2 separate regions of the Sus scrofa genome follow, and region 2 is linked to region 1. Evidence: chromatin contacts called from public promoter capture Hi-C data. All regions are on one chromosome and are shown on one strand. Each heading gives the region's core, a stretch centred on a gene start, on an enhancer-like site or on the middle of the called end of the contact. The rest is flanking DNA. Distances are from core to core; before and after follow the strand shown. Region 1 holds the start of PIK3CD (phosphatidylinositol 4,5-bisphosphate 3-kinase catalytic subunit delta isoform). Region 2 overlaps CTNNBIP1 (beta-catenin-interacting protein 1).

Region 1 (2,719 bases), core at 100-2,599:
GGCAGCAAAGGCATAGTCAATGAAGAGTTCTTTGGGTGTTGCAAAAGTCTTCCTGGAGTTCCCATCGTGGCGCAGCAGAAACAAATCCAACTAGGAACCATGAGGTGGCGGGTTTGATCCTTGGCCTCGCTCAGTGGGTTAAGGATCCGGCGTGGCCGTGAGCTGTGGTATAGTCACAGATACGGCTCGGATCTGGCGTTGCTGTGGCTGTGGTATAGGCCGGCAGCTGTAGCTTTGATTAGACCCCTAGCCTGGGAACCTCCATATGCTGCGGGTGCAGCCCTAAAAAGACAAAAGACAAAAAAAAAAAAAAAAGAAAAAAGTCCTCCTCATCTGACTTTCTCACAACCAACTCTGAAAATCAGGGAATAGTGTTTACACAGCAACCTGGCCAAAGCAGGGCTAGGACAGGTGCTCGGAAACATCAGGACCTGCCATCAGATTTTCTCTCTGAAAGGTCTTTTTCTCTTCTGTCTTTTGACAATATCGCCCTGCAGTGGTCCTGGCCTGGGGTTGGAGTGAGATTGAGCCTCAGACGTTCTGTTGGGAAGGATGTACCCTCCTGGGGACAGACCCAATATTCCCCAAAGGGACCCATGGTCCCTCCCAGCTCCTCCACATGTACCCATTCGAGAGACCAGAGCCTGCAGCCTAGATCTTAGAAAACTGGGACCACTTAGTAACCCATTTGTCTTGCCGCAATTCTCTCCCCTTTGCTGGCTAGGCACAGAAGAGCCTCTGCTCCTCCCGTTGCTGCAGCCAGTACTGGGCCCAAGCTGGTCCTGGGAGGCCCAGAGAGTGTTGGATAGAAAGAGTCCCGCTTCAAGCCTCAGTGTTCCCATCTGTCCAAGGGACCAAAATAGGTGATTTACCTGCCAGGCTGGGTTGGAGAGGGTCCTTAAGTCATTGACTAAGCTATTGACTGGCTCACCCCGGTCACATCCTAGAAGGGTCTTGGGGATTGCCCGACCCCCTAGTCCCCATGCTTTTGACTCCCCAAAGCCTGGAGGCCACCGGCTTTCCCTGGGGCCCAGGTCCCTGAACTTGGCCTGGGGACGCTCTTAGAAGCCTCCAGCTTTTCTCTGGCCATTGTTAAAATCCTTTGGTGTGTGAATGTGGAAGGCGTGGAGCTTTTTACGGGCTCTTAGGACCTTCATTCGGTTGTTTTCTTTATAAACACATAAGCTTGTTTGGAAGAAGGACAAGGTGCAGCTTCCAGAGGCAGCTGGGCTGACGCCCCTCCAGGCGGGCGGAGACCTGGGAGGGCGGGGGGAGGGCGCAGGGGCAGAAGAAGCGGCGGGAGGACCTGTTGTTTTTCCTGTTGCAAGTAAAAAGGAAACAAAGTGGGAAGTGGAGTGTGCGGACTGTCAGCAGGCGGGGCGCCCCCGCCGCGCCCCGCCTCTTTCTCTCGAGGCTCAGTCGCGCCCAGCGCCGTCGCTGCCAGCGGGCGCCGGGCCGAGCCGCCCCAGCCACTGCCAGCCTCGCCGGGACCGGTAAGCGCTCGCCTCTGGTTGTGACTGGGAAGTAGGGGCGAGGGCCGGGGCCAGGGGCTTCGGGGGACCTCGGGAACCGCGGACATCTCCTGGCGCGTACAGCCGGTGCGCCCCGGGCCGGTGCGCCTGCCGCTTCCAGCGAGCTCGGCAAGGGGCGTCTCCCGGGGTGGGCCCCCCGGACCCGAGCCGAGCCCCCCGGACCCGAGCCGAGGTTGCCGCCGAGAGAGGCGCGCACTATTCCCCTGCGCCTAGACTGCTTGCCCCGCGGAGCGGTACGGGGAGCTCCCGGGTACTCGCTGCGCTTCCAGCTGCGGTGCGGCCTCGCGTGCACCCGCCGAGGTGCGGGGAGCCTGGCCGCGGCTCAGCCCCGTGCGCCTGCCCCGGGAGCTGGCGAGCCGGACCAGGGGGCTTCCCTGCTGCGCCGCGGGGAACAGGATGCGCTCCCAACGGCAGGGCTGCCGGGTCGACCCGCGAGGAGAGGGGCGCGCACACCGCCTCGGCGCCCTGGCCCCGAGCGCCCGCCGCAGCCCTGGCGAGCCGGGTCCCGGGCTGGAGAGAGGCCGGGGTGGACGTGACCGGGCTTGTGAACCTGCGGCCCGTCCCTCTCCGGCCCGCCCCGGCGGGGCTCCGACCGCGGGCGCCGCTCACCGCGTGTTTACTGCCGCCGCGAGGCAATCAGCCCCCGGATCTGCGGCTGAGCCGGGGTTACGGCGGCAAAACCGCCTCCAGCTTTGCATTTCCGGACTCTTTTTTTTTTTTTTTCTTTCTTTCTTCTTTTTAATACTCCTACCCGTAATTCAGCCTGAATGAGCCTTCCTCTTTTTTTTTTTTTTTTAAGTTGCGTTTCCTGTTTTTATTTAGGCTTCGTCCTCTGCACCTCCTTCTTGGAGATCGAGGAGAGGGAGACAGGGAGACCTTTCTTGGGGACCAGGGAGGGGGCACTGCCTAGCCATCGATCTTGTGCCTTAGTGAGGAGATGGAGAGCCAGGAAAGCGCTGATGAAAGCTGCTCCTGGAGGGGAAGCGAGTGGGGATGGGATTTCCGGGGTCGGATGGGGGGGCGCCCTGGGGCAGCAGGTGCTGGCAGCCCACGTACCAGGTCCTCGCGCAGCATCCTTGGGATCCGCTCAGTTTGCGGATGGAGAGGTGTGGAGCCGTCGGTGGATTGGGCAGCTTTCTCTTCGTTGAGGTGACCCTGGAAGGAGGGACCTGCAAGTCTCGAGCCCC
Region 2 (2,719 bases), core at 94-2,593, 170 kb after region 1:
CCACCACTACCCCTCACTAGCCTCCTGTACCCCATTTGCTGGATCTCTCCACTCTGGCCCCTAACGCTCCATTCTCCACACAGCAGTCAGAAGGATGTTCTTAAGAACATAAGTCAGGGAGTTCCCATTGTGGCTCAGTGGTAACGAACCCAGCTAGGATCCATGAGGACGCAGGTTCAATCCTTGGCCTCGCTCAGTGGGTTAAGGAATCCATGTTGCCGTGGCTGTGGTGTAGGCCAGCAGGTGCAGCTCTGATCTGACCCCTAGCCTGGGAACTTCCACATGCTGCACGTGCAGCCCTTAAAAGCAAAAAAAAAAAGAAGTCAGATCCTACCATTCCTTTGCTCAAAACTCCAAAGGCAGTTTATTATTTCTCATCATACTCAAAGTAAACTCCAAACTCCACACTGTGCCTGCAAGACCCAAACATGATCTAGTCTCTGGCTGCCTCTCCACCTCCTTTTCTGTGCCTCCTCCCACCTCTCACTCTGCCTCAGCCGCAGAGGCCTCCTGGCTGGCTTTCAGGCAAAGGGACTTGCACCTCAGGACCTTTGCACCTGCTGTTTCCTTTGTCTCAATGTTTTCCCCAAGGCCAGCTCACAGCTCTCACACATCATGACAGTCTCTGTGCAAAATCACATCCCCAGGCCCTTCCTGACCACACACACGCAGCTTCTAAAATAGTGATCCAGGGAGTTCCCTGGTGGCCTAGTCGTTAAAGATGGCATTGTCACTGCTGTGGCTTGGGTTCGATCCCTGGCCTGGAAATTTGCATATCCATGGGCATGCCCCCCAAAGAAAAAAAAAAAGTGATTCAGGATGAACTGTTATAGGGGAGGAATCTGAAGCTCCAAGAAACAAAGTAACTTGGTGAATCAGAGGCAGAGGGAGGACCCAACACAGACTCCGAGGACCACACTGCACCACTCACTTTGCTTTTTCCTGTTAGAAGCAGGAAATATTGGTCCTGCCCCCATCACCCTGAGCACTGAGGCTGCTCAGATCTGTTGGCAGAGACCGCACCAAGCCATCCACCCCCATTAGAAAGGAGCCAAGACCTGGGATTTATAAAACACCACAGCAACCCTGGGATGCCATGGAGAAAATTCAGCATGAAACCCAGAGGGCTGACCTGGGAGGAGCCCAGCCCTGGCCCCTGCCTTCGCCCACTGCTCTGCCAGGTGCCCCCCCAGTCCCGTGGCTCACCTGCTACAGACAGCAGGGCCAAGGCACTGCTGAGGGCACAGCTCTCAACTAGGGCAGGGCACCCAGCGGGTCATTTCACACCCCATGCCAGCTCTGCCACTTTAACGGAGTCTGGTCAAATGACTGGGCAGAGAAAAATGACAAACATTCAGGAGCTTAGAAAAGGGAACTGGCCCCTAGCCGGGGGCGGGAGATAGACAATGGGGTTGCTAGTCTGTTTGCAAGCTCAGGATGAATTCACACCAGCAGAATCAAAAGCCCAGCACAGGCTCCACACACCAGCAGCACCCTCAGCCCACGTCCTGGCTCACAGAGGGCATCGGCCTGTTGCCATCAGGAAGCCCGCTCACCAAAGGGTGCTGGGGTGATTTGGAAAAAGGTCCCAGAAATGAAAAAGAACAGGGAAGAGGAACAGGGAGATGGCTGCAGGCCTGAGGCCAATGGGTGGAAGAAGGGTACACACGGCCTGTTTCTCAGATCTGGCCCCTTGCCCTTTTCCAGGAAAGGCACAGACCCTGGAGCTCCACGGAGCTGGGCCCGCTTCCAGGGCGGACACGGCCGGCTCCAGACACCCGCCTCCCTCCCTCTCCGGGAGGCCAGGCGGCAGGAGGAGGGGCCAGGCCCCCTCGCCTGGGATGTGTGGACCCTGAGGCTCCTGCATCCATGCCAGCAAAGGGCCTGGCAGCGGGGAACAAGCCAGAGCTCTTCCAGCACCTGCAAAGTCCAGCTTGGAGGAGCCGGCGCTCAAAGGTGGCGGGAGAGAACACAGCCCTGGGGGTCAGCCCTCCCCAAGAAACTGACACCAGGTCCAAATAGCTGGGCCGCTTCCAAAGGCTGCCAGCCCCACGGCCCCTCAGTTCAGGACCCAGCCCTGGACTGATGTCACCAGAGAAAAGGCGGGACCTCGGGCACCAGCATCAGCCACGGTGGAGACACCCCATCACCCGATTCAGAGTCACGGGCTCCTCCAAGGTCAACCCCCCTCCCCCCAGCCTCTGAAACCCTTGCGCCCCTCGCTGGCCAGAGCTCCCCAGGATCACTCCGTGTGGGCTCAGGGATCACATGACCTCCTGACCTCCTGACCTCCTTCCTAAAGAGGGCAAATGACCGGGGCCTGAAAAACTTAGAAATTCACTCCTGCTACCCGGAGTCTCCGAATTCCTGCTGGAGGTTAACGTTAGGAGTGACCTTTGGCAGAAGTTCTCCAAAACCGTCCAGGGAATTCGACCTGCCAGGTCCCCGTGGAAGCTCCATGCACACGGCCGACCAGCGGGAGAGGAGACACAGCCACATGCTCCAGAGCATCCAAGTGGCTCCATTCCGGGTCTGCCCCTTCCCGACCATGAGATTTTTGGATTTGGTTCTTCCTCCTCGCCCCAAGGACTCATTATTGTGCTGCCCATAAGAACTCACTCCTGCTACCTGGCTCCCCAGCTCCCTGAAACCACACGGCTCCGGTATCAGCTCTGGGGAGATGAGCCAGGAGGCAAGGCTCCCAGGTAAACAGGTCCCA

The links. Promoter capture Hi-C pulls out the DNA fragments that hold promoters and counts their contacts.
Region 2: a contact with region 1 is called in a promoter capture Hi-C map of fetal skeletal muscle, with 3 times the contacts expected there. The contact joins the enhancer-like site here to the promoter of PIK3CD in region 1. A contact is called at or near these places in 3 of 5 promoter capture datasets (fetal liver, fetal skeletal muscle and liver), 13 of 47 Hi-C or Micro-C datasets (alveolar macrophages, embryonic fibroblasts, epiblast stem cells and 8 more) and 2 of 2 datasets of contacts at active chromatin or transcription factors (alveolar macrophages and skeletal muscle).

What each region holds. Positions count from the first base shown.
Region 1 is chr6:70,024,956-70,027,674 of Sscrofa11.1, forward strand. It overlaps PIK3CD (phosphatidylinositol 4,5-bisphosphate 3-kinase catalytic subunit delta isoform), which reads left to right and starts at 1,350. Exons shown (of 23, transcript XM_021095292.1): 1 at 1,350-1,493.
Region 2 is chr6:70,193,933-70,196,651 of Sscrofa11.1, forward strand. The region is part of intron 3 of CTNNBIP1 (beta-catenin-interacting protein 1); the gene reads right to left. Among named protein-coding and RNA genes, the nearest start is that of CLSTN1, 30 kb to the left of the region's middle. Within about 2 kb of position 1,344, at least 36 of the 83 cell types and tissues checked have an H3K27ac peak or open chromatin away from gene starts, as enhancers often do. A contact at or near this core is called in fetal skeletal muscle, omental adipose tissue, retroperitoneal adipose tissue and 2 more, where this site is marked.